2 separate regions of the Mus musculus genome follow, and region 1 is linked to region 2. Evidence: chromatin contacts called from public HiChIP or PLAC-seq data. All regions are on one chromosome and are shown on one strand. Each heading gives the region's core, a stretch centred on a gene start, on an enhancer-like site or on the middle of the called end of the contact. The rest is flanking DNA. Distances are from core to core; before and after follow the strand shown. Region 1 has its middle 6.4 kb from the start of Gm20597. Region 2 holds the start of Cep85l (centrosomal protein 85-like).

Evidence for each region. HiChIP or PLAC-seq counts read pairs in DNA pulled down with a chosen protein or histone mark.
Region 1: a CTCF HiChIP or PLAC-seq map of CD8 T cells shows a contact between it and region 2, with 12 read pairs. The contact joins the enhancer-like site here to the promoter of Cep85l in region 2. A contact is called at or near these places in 1 of 15 datasets of contacts at CTCF or cohesin (CD8 T cells), 4 of 484 Hi-C or Micro-C datasets (3T3-L1-derived adipocytes, Th1 cells, bone marrow-derived macrophages and 1 more), 17 of 115 datasets of contacts at active chromatin or transcription factors (CD8 T cells, bone marrow-derived macrophages, craniofacial prominence and 8 more) and 3 of 9 other capture datasets (adipose tissue, liver and pancreatic islet).

What each region holds. Positions count from the first base shown.
Region 1 is chr10:53,522,699-53,528,125 of GRCm38.p6, reverse strand. No RefSeq gene overlaps it. Among named protein-coding and RNA genes, the nearest start is that of Gm20597, 6.4 kb to the right of the region's middle. Within about 2 kb of position 2,280, at least 34 of the 459 cell types and tissues checked have an H3K27ac peak or open chromatin away from gene starts, as enhancers often do. A contact at or near this core is called in CD8 T cells and Th1 cells, where this site is marked.
Region 2 is chr10:53,377,153-53,382,108 of GRCm38.p6, reverse strand. Cep85l (centrosomal protein 85-like) reads left to right here and starts at 2,226. Exons shown (of 13, transcript NM_001204983.2): 1 at 2,226-2,600. The coding sequence starts at 2,528. Gm46225 (a long non-coding RNA gene) reads left to right here. Exons shown (of 3, transcript XR_001779770.2): 2 at 540-647; 3 at 1,385-1,523.

The DNA of each region.
Region 1 (5,427 bases), core at 1,031-3,530, 150 kb before region 2:
GGGACTGGCCAGCAAATGGAGCTGTTGTTCTCTAGCTCTGTGATTGCCTGACCTTGAGCTTCTGAGCAAGAAACCACACGTACTATGTACTACACGCTGTGTCCTAGGCAGTGGGGAAATAATGTGTCTCTGGCTGCTGAGTATTACAGTCTAGTGAAGAGTCTATACACTTCCTGCATAGTATATGACATCATAGCTCATGGTCTTTTCAATTCTATTTTCCACTGTAAAACTGAAACATTCAAGAGCCAGGTTAAGATTGCCCTTTGGAAAGTTGGTTTCTGGAAGCACGAAGGAAATTCATTCATACTTTATTCTTCATTATTCAAGGTTTTTCTATTCAAGTGTTCTACCACTGAGCGACATCCTCACTCTCAAGTTTTTAATCTGCCTTCTTTTATGCTATTGGGTCTGGTAGGCTCAAGAGAACTACAATGACTTTTCTAAGTGCCGTGATCTCAGCTAGGGCCATTGTTTGAGGAATTTGTCCAGTCTTCCTGAACAGTTGCAAAGATCATCTTCTTACTAACTGAAGAACCACGTGAACTCACATTGGCTCCTCAAGGCTTAGCCAGTTAGATGCACACACAGTTGTCTGACTCATCCACAGAGGATGGGCAATCTACCGTGTGGGAACATTATGAAAGAAACAGTGCCTGTGGGACAGTGATCTGCTTGCATTTGATATCTCTTTGTCATACTTTCTAATCATCTCACTGATTCTATTACTTTTAGCAAGATTATTCTGTATTTAAATCCACAAAGTTGAGTTTGGTTCCTTGTAGCTATAAGACTCTGATATGCATAGGATGAAAAAATGATTAAGCTGTTGACCTCATCCAGCACCTAGATGGAAAAAAAGGGATATTCTTAGGGCATCTATTGTGTAGGCATCTACTGTACTGGACAGATTCATCAGTTGACAAACAGTATGACTGGATATAAGAAACTTGCTATTCTGGAAGGATAAATACCTCAATAAATAATGACATAAAATAACATTAGATTTTGTGGTGGCTAGTTTTATGTCAACTCGATACAAGCTAGTGTCATCAGAGAGGAGAGAGCCTCAACTGAGAAAATACCTCTAGAAGTAGTCAACCTCTGGGCTGTAGTCAATCCTGTAGAGTATTTTCTTAACTTGTGATTAATGTGGAGGGCCCACCTCATTGTGGGTGGCACCACCCAGGTCTGATAATCCTGGGCTCTATAAGAAAACAGGCTAAGCAGGCCATGAGGATCAAGTCAGTAAACTACACTTCCAAGTATGCTTAGATATTTTTAAACGTACTTTTAATAAGGATTCACAAATGCTTCAACCCTCCCTTGCCCCCACTCCTTCTAGCCTACCATCCAAAGGTAAGGAAGAAAAGATGGTAAGTAGGACAAGGTGATGTGGAGCTGTTTAGAAGTAGTTCTTTGAGGCGATTCCAATCTTCATTTGTCAAGATACCAGCAGTTCAGTTCAGTAGTTTCAGGATAGTGTGGGACCCTAAGGGGTTTTCCAGTCCCATGCCCTCCTTTTAGCTCCCCCTCCCACCTGAGGTCAAGGCTAGGCCAAGTTGCATCCTCCACCCACAGGATCACACTTGAGTAAAAAATTCTCAGAATGTACTGAGAGTCACCTGACCCTCTGTAAAGTCCCAGGCAGAGTTCAAATGGATGCCATATTTATTAGCCAATAGATTTAAAGGTCAATATGCTTAGCCAATAAGTTTGAACTGTAACTTCGCTGATGTAATTGGTGCCCCTAAAATGTAACCTTGCTAATGTAACTTGTGTCCCTAAAAAGTATAAAAACTTCTTGTAATAGCCATTTGGGGTCACCTCATCACTCACCTCTAGGGACTGATTGAGGGTTGATCCCGATGCACCAGAAAACAAACCTCTTGCTTTTGCATTGATCTTCGTCTCAGTAACTCACTCCGGGGCATCTGGAAGTACTACTGACCAAGGGTCGGTGTCTTACAGATAGCAAACAGGAATCAGCAGTGGTAACATAATCCAACAGAGTCAGCCTCCATCAAATAAGCACAAGTCAGGAGGAGTGACCAGGATCAGCTGGGATGCCAGGAGTTCTTTGCTCTGTCTAGATCAGTGAGAATGCACAAGACCAATGAAACACTTCAAAGCTAGCTACCAAGCACACCAGCACTATCTGTTGAGCCCTATTTATACGCTCTCCAAACATCATGTGTCCTCCCACAGGTCTTGTAGTTTCAAGAGAAAAGGAGCACCAGGGGGTGTAATGGAGCTAAGTTCAGTGCTCCAGGAGATAAAAAGTTCAAAGAAAAGCCTGATGCTAACGAAAAAAGGAAGTGGTGACCTTAGGGAAAAACCCCACCCAGATAAGCTTCCAACTTGTGAAAAGGTATTAAAGAAATGCTTAAGTAGTAAAGGAAACCATGAAAACAAAAAGCCAATTGATCCAACTGTAATTGTAATTGAAGGAGAGGGCCAAGTCCCAGCCCCATCAAGCAGCAGAACTTGGCACCTCTGGTCATGTGTTCTGGTTTTACAGTCAAAGACAAAGAAAAAGAAGAAGAAGCTGTGGAATCTCCCTCTGTGGCTAATGAAAGGTGAGGCCAAGCCTGTGTCAAGGATGTTTCTGCATGGAGACTCAGAGAGGCCATTATGTGAAACTGTGAAGGTGACGGCTGTATTGTATTGGAGAACCTAAGATGTTGGAGAGGAATGGCATACCTGCCAACAAAAGCTGCTAACAAGGTGTAGAACCAGCCCAAGAAAGATTGCCATGAGTCTCAAAAAACTTTGAACTTTGGACTTTTAAACCATGTTGAGACTGTTCTAGACTACTGGGACTTTTGAAGTTGGACTGAATGCAGTTTTGCATTATGATTTCAGGTCTATGGGGGATGGGGAGAGGGAGTGAAATGTGGTGGTTTAAATTAGGATGGCCCCCATAAGCTCATATATTTGAATGCTTAGTTACTAGAAGTAGCACTATTTGAAAAGATTAGAAGGATTAAGAGGTGTGTCCTTGTTGGAGGAAGTATGTCAACTGGGGGTAGACTGAGGTTTCAAAAGCCCATTCCAAGTCAAAAAATCTTTTTTTTTTTTTTGTCTGCCTGTGGATCAGAATTCAGAACTCTTAGCTACTGCTCTAGTTCATGTGTGCTGCCATGATAATGGATTAAACCTCTGAAACTGTGAGACAGACACCAATTAATGCTTTCTTTCATAAAAGCTTGCTTGGTCACAGCATCTCTTCACAGCATACAACAGAGACTAAGATCACTGTATAAAGACTGAGGAGGGGGCAGGAAGGGGAGCCCAGCCCAGACTGGGTGTGGTGGGAGTATGGTATAGTCTGTTCTTGCTCTCATAAAATATTTCAGAGCATGTAAGTTATTCTTCACAGTTCTGCTGCTAGAAAGACCAAGGATCAAGGCACTAGCAAATTTGTCTTGTGGTAGAAGGTGTCTATTTCTAAGGTTACATCATCATATTATGACTTCACACAGCAGAGGAGCAGCTGAGACTGGCCGCAAAGCATTCTGAGAACTCTCTTATGCATCCATTAATCTCATTCACATGATCAGAACCCTCAAGTGTAGTCACTTCCCCTAAAGCCCAAATTTTTGATACTGAAACATATGAATTTTAAGATTAAGCTTCTATATGAATTTTGGAAGGATATGTATCGCAAATTTTATCAGTGTTTTGAAGAGGAGGGCCATGATATTTTAACCAAATCTTAAATGTAAACTAAATCAATTGCAGAGACCCTGAGAAAAGAGAAAGTATTTTCTATGTCAAAGGTCACATGACAGATTCGCTATGGTATATAATTAAGCAACTTGCTGTTGCTACAACCCCTGTGATCCAAGTGAAGAATAATGGTGTTGACAGGGCAGACACAAAATGAAGGGGATGCAGTCAGGGAAGGAATGGGCTTAAAATTTTATATGACTTACGTGAAGAGGTAAGAGCTAGAATACCTGCTGAAGAGAGTGGGGAGTAACATGGGCCAGGGATAAGGAGAAAGATTCAGTAGAATGGATGGCCTAGGAGAACCTGGCATATCGTATTTTTTGTTGCTATGACAGAAAGGCCAAGAGAAACAATTTAATGGATGGAAAATTTATTTTGATTCATGGTTTAAGGGCATACCGTCCATTATGGCAGGGAAGGTATAGTGGCTAGGACTGGCTTGGTCCGTGGCACTGGAAACTTATAGCATAGCTTCTTCATGCCTCTTCAGACAAGAAACCAGAGGGCTTGGCCTGGAACTATAGAGCTGGGTTATAAATTCTCAATGCCACTACCCCAGTGGCCTACTCCGAGAGTGGGAGTCTACAATGTCCCAAACACTATCACAAGATGGGAACTAACTATTAGGGACATGAGCCTGTGGAGGACATTGAGCATTCTATAACATCCAGAGCCCATGACTATCTAGTGTAACTACTCCCATGACTAGCACTTTTTCTCCAGAAGGCATATGAACTAGTGTGTAGTAAAGAAGGACATTGGCCTAGAATGAAGGTTTTCTTGTATGTATGATGTCAGACACCTGCATTTGGAAGTATATGTCTTCTGTGTGTTCAGAAAGAATTAGACACACAGTCAAAAGCTGTCTTTGGTTCAGACGGAGGAGAAAACATTAGGAAAGGATATAAATGTAGCAAGATAAAGGCTGGACTAGAATCTGCGACATGTGGATTGCAAGCCACTCTATGCCCCAAAGCTAAAGTCCTTTTAATTTCTGAGTATAAAAGAAACTTGTGAATAACACAAAATTCAAAACTACTTCAGCTCATCGCACTGTGAGTTCCAAAATGTTTTCCCTATTTTTGTAAAATATTGTCATACCTTCTTCCATGAGGGACATTTCTATTTTTTCATTTTAAAAGGAAAGCATAACATTGCAACAAACCTGGAGAGTTTTCTGTGTGAGAAGGATGTCACACGTTCTCCTGTGCCAGGAGTCATTACAAACCACTTACATATAGGAGAACTCAAAAGTAGATAACAAAGATAGTTGCTTGAGGTCAGTATGGACAGCCAGTGGTAAAGCTGAGGTCCACATCCATCAGGTCTTCAGATGTGATATCCTGACTACAAATTTTACTGGCTCATTGGAAATCACCCTTCCTCGCTGTTGCTAAGACCTGATTCCAATTCCTGTGTCTTACATTCATGTATTGCAGTCACAATCTTCCACACTTCCAAAGCTGACTACCTTTGGAGAGATGGTGTTTGAAAATTAACTATGTTAAAATGAGGCCATTGTGGTAGGGCGTAATCTAGCAACACTGGTGTCTACTTACAAAGAGATTTGGATGCTGGTGTGTCCAACAGGAAGACCACATGAAGACACAGCTAAACGGCAGTCATTTGTGGGTCAAAGAAAGATGCTTAGAAGGGAATCAACCCCACTGACATGTTGCCTTGCTGACATTA
Region 2 (4,956 bases), core at 977-3,476:
CTGCTTGTCCAAACTGATAAGTTTGAATAAGGAAAAAGAAGTAAGAAAATCCAATGTGCCTCAAGGAAAAAAAAAAGTAAAGGAAATCAGAGTGCTCAACCCAAGATTCGAACCAACCTTATGAATGCACCATTTATCTTTCATCTAAAAGATCTCTTACTAGTTTATGTGCATGTGTTGGGCTGTATGAACAGGTGCCCCATGGTGCAGAGGCAAGAAGAGGGCATCAGAACTGGAGTTATAAGTGATTGTGAGCTGCCCTGTGTGGGTGTTAGGAATTTAATCCCAGTTCTTAACTGCTGAGCCACCTGTCCAGCACCAATGTCTTTATAAAATAATTTTTTCTTTAAAAATTTCACGCAATGGTTTTTGATTATATTCATCCCCACTCTTCCCCCTAACTCCTACCAGATGTACTCAATAATGTCTTTAACATTTTTTAAAAAAAGAAATTTGTTGGGTATTAATTTCATTTTTAAATATTTACCTATGTCTTCATTTTCCTCCTTCTTTCCTTTATTTTTCCTCTTCTTTCCTAGACAAGGCTTCATTATGTAGTTCAGGCTAGCCTTAAACTCTTCATGTTGTAATCCAGGTTTCAATTGGATTCCTGGTTTATTGGTTTCCATCAAGTGCTGGGATTGCAGGTATGTACTACTATGCTGTGCAAACATTTAATCATTTATATGAAAGTAAAGAATTGCATCTATCTCATTAGCATACAGAGTGTTTTCATCTTTAATGAATGGTAAATTTGTATATGTAATAAATAATTTATTAAAATAAATTTATAATATAAGCAAACATTTGCCTTGAACACCATTTTATTTATCTAGTCATCCAGTGTTGTATAAAAGTTTCTTGGACAAAAGGGGTTATGAGGTTGTGAGTTTTAAATGTTTAAGAATCTCTAAGCGACCGGAACCTTTCTTTCCTTCTTACTCCCTCCCTCCCTTTCTTTCTTTCTTCCTTCCTTCCTTCCTTCCTTCCTTCCTTCCTTCCTTCCTTCCTTCCTCTCTCTCTCTCTCTCTCTCTCTTTCTTTCTTTCTTTCTTTCTTTCTTTCTTTCTTTCTTTCTTTCTTTCTTTCTTTCTCCTTTTTCTTTCTTTCTAGAAAGCACAGAGGAGGCTAAAGCAGGAGAACCAGGAGTTTGAGGGCAGCCTGGGTTACACATCAAGTTTCCAGCGAATTTGGGCTTTTTGTTAAACTACAAATTATGAAAAGATGTATTTGTAGATATAGTATTTTTACTTTCGATATTTTTCTTTGTGGAACTGTTAATGTTTTTTTCCCCATCCTTTTCAACTGTCAATAAATAATTAGATACATTTTAGATCAGATAAAGAGCCATCTCGTTATATTTTCATATTTCTGTCACCTTCTAGCATCAGAATCATTTGACGGTTGACCAACATCTGAAGATTTGGAGAAATATCTGCAGATCTACAGGAAGGAGACTAGATGTATAACCACGGTTTGGTACATTTCAGCAAATGTGGTGAGTTATAGCACACATTTTTAAATGTAAGCCTCACAAGCTTTAAGTAGTATTTTACTTGAGGATACATCAATATTAAGCTTTTGTTAGCAGTTTCCACATTAGGAAAAACATCACTGGACTCAAAGCCTAAGGAACTTATCGTCTGGGTTACTTCTGATTGGCATGCTGAGACTGCCTCCTTGTACAGTGGTTGACAGTGTTTAGTTTGTATCTAAATATTCAAATGATTATATTGCCAACAAGAGTAATTGCAAGAGGATGCTGTATTCCTTTGTCTTTTCTCAGGATGTCTGTTCCTAGGAAGGGTGGGAAATAAAGTGGAGCAGATGTGGGAGGCAGGGATGTCCTCTTTTCTATTCCCACCGTGATCCATAACCGGTGCTTGTGGAACGCATGACAACAATTTTAATTCTGATCTCCATTCTGAGTCAGATGGCTAGCCCCACAGCCCCTTGAAGCGGTTGCAGGGACAACTCGCACCTTTTATAACAACTGTGCCCCTAGAAAGCACGTATAGGAAGACAGGGTTTGGGATTAAATTATGGACCCTCTCTCAGCTTGAAGGTAACAGGATGGAGAAGTAGGGAGCGGCTTCAGGATGATCACCCGCATGCTGTTAGCAATAGGTTTTTGGTTCGCCAAGAGTCCCAGGCCCCGCCTTGAGGCCCCGCCCTCTGGGCCCCGCCCCCAGCCCCATCCAGGCCCCGCCTGTCCTGGCCCGGCCCGCTGCCTAAGGTTCTGCCGGGCGGAGGGGGCTGAGAGAAGCCGCAGCTGCAGATTCGCTTTGAGCCCCGGAGCCTGCGATCGCGCCGCCGTCACCGGGGAGCTACTAGCTTCCCCGGCCCGGGCCTCAGCGCAGCCGGCTGGGCCATGGCAGCCGCCGCGCTCCGGGGCCGTCGCTGAACAGCCGTTAAGCCCCCCGCCCGGGTCCGGTCCGCGCTGCCGAGGCCCAGGCTCCGCTCAAGTTTCCGCCCAGAAGCCGAGGCGACCGCGGGCCCCGAGCTCCAGGCTCGCCCGCTCGCCCGCTATGTGGGGCCGTTTCCTGGCCCCGGAGGCTGGCGGCCGGGACAGCCCCAGCGGGGCCCGCAGCTTCCCTGCGGGTAAGGAGGACTGCGGGCGGGTGGGGTGACGGCCGCCAGGGCTTCTCCGGAGTCCGCGCCCTAAGGCCTGCGACCCCCGCGGGGTGACAACTCGGCTCTTCTGGGCCGCTCGGCCGGGCTTTGTTGTCCCTCGTGTGGTGTGCGTGGCTGCCCCACGCGGGACGCGGGCGGGAAGGTCGCTGCAGTGTCGCCCGCAGCCACTGCTCCAGAGAAGCTGCTGAGGACTTGGTCGCCGATTGAGACCCCCGAGGGGGCGGCAGCTCTTAGAAAGCAGGTCGCATGGCTGCCAGGGCTCTCCTGGGTCCCATCAGAGCCCAGCCGCCTTCGAAACGGGGCTCAGGGAAACTGGGGGGTTGCAGCTTTGCGGTGGTGGTTGTAGGGACTGTTAGAATCAGACAACCATTTCATGCCTGCATCACCCAGAAGTTGTGTAGGAGCCACTGAATTATAAATCTTCCCCTAACGTGGAATAGAACAAGAAGAGTTGGCTTGACCATGACAAGTTATCTAATGATGACAGTCTAAAGGGCTCTTTAATCTGAACTGAATCATGAACCCCTTTGAAAAGCTGAAAGATACATAAATTTTTTTCCTTCTCCCCCCCACCCCCCAAGAGAAAAGGGCTACTTATTTGTACGCAGAATTTCTCCTAAAAATTTAGGTATTTTGGGGACCCATGGGTGGTAACCCTGTTCTACAAAGTGTTAGAACTTGACTTGTGTAACTTAGAGGCAGTTGTGTACCTTTTGCAAAACTGTTCGAAAAGAAGCATTTTGTAGGAGTCCTTTTGTGGTATTCTCTGCCTTTTTGAAGATACCATGCAGGCACATTGCTACTGAAATTTTGAACAATGAAATTCTGTGACAGTTTAAATTCTAAACTATCAGTAGTTCTCAACCTCCCTAATGCTGCGAACTTTAAAAGTTCCTCATGTTGTGATGTCCCCAAACCATAAAATTATTTTCATTGCCACTTCATAACTGTAATGTTTGCTATTGTTATGAATTGTAATGGACGTAGTTGAAATGTGACTCTCATGAGGTCATTTGACGTCAAGGGGTCGCGCGACCCAGAGGTTGAAAACCATTGGTTTAGAACTGTAATGTCTGTATGTCTGTCTCTATGTGTGTGTGTATATAATGTATATAATGTATATATATATGTATGTATATATGTCTCTTACACCTTATTCTTTTATACCCTCCCATAATAGTTTTAGAATAGAGATTAGAATAGCTGTGAATTTAGTAACAATATATGCAGGGAATTACTTTCTAAAATATTTACTGGTTGCCTTCAAGAGTAGACAGACATTTAGAGGTTTCTGATGCTTACCCAGTTGTTGTGGGGCCTGGCCTGGAAGTGGCTTTAGTGATGGAGAAGGTACTCATCCCTGGGGGCCAAAGAGAGTGATTTCCAGCTATCCATATATGTCAAAACCCATCTGTGATGTCTTTGTAACCTAACCTCTAAAATCTTACTCTTGGTAATGGCCCTTGTTGGAAGTACATCCCAGAAGCATTGTATCCAGTTTTCCATTGTTTTCTAAGAGAACATTTCAGAGTTAGCAGCTAAATAATTAAAAGGCTTCGATGTTACACTGCAGTTTCTAGACATTGACTCTTCCTAGAATATAGAGGAAGAAAATAATGTTTAGATTTAAGGGATTCAGACAAGATAAATCTTTATAAAACTATGTGTTCTCAGCTGACAGTAGTAAGTCATAAATCACAATACTTCTTTCCAATGAAATAGTGAAAATTTTCATCTATACACTGAGTGTGGATTATTTGTATAGCAATGGTGATGTAATTATTTTCTCCTTGAGCTGATATAAATACTGAAATTATTTAAAATGAATTTTTATAAGATATTTAGATAAACAAGTGTGGTGTATCTAGCAAATGATCTGAGTGAAAGTCAGGATAACGTAAGGGCTGGTTCATGTGGAAAGCATCTTTTTCTTACAAATATGAAGAAAATGTGTCTTGGAAATACTGACCCTTTGGCTAATTCAAGCAATTTTAGGATCTATATGATGATAACAACAAACAAACAAACAAACAAACAAACAAACAGTCTTCTTTCCCACTCCCTCTTCTGAGTACCTTAGCATAGGCTGGCCTTTAACACAAAATTGCAATGTAGCCAAGACTGGCCTTGAGCTACTGATCCTGCCAAACACTCTTAAAGTGCTGGGGGGAATCACAGACTTGTGACATCTGCCAGCCCAGCCTCCTGATGGAGTGTATTAGCAATCTGTTTGGTTCTGAGACAGTAAATAATTTTCTGATATTAAGAAGCCTGTCTTTGTATGCACAAAGTTAATTCTGGGTGTTCTAAAACTGGTTTATGC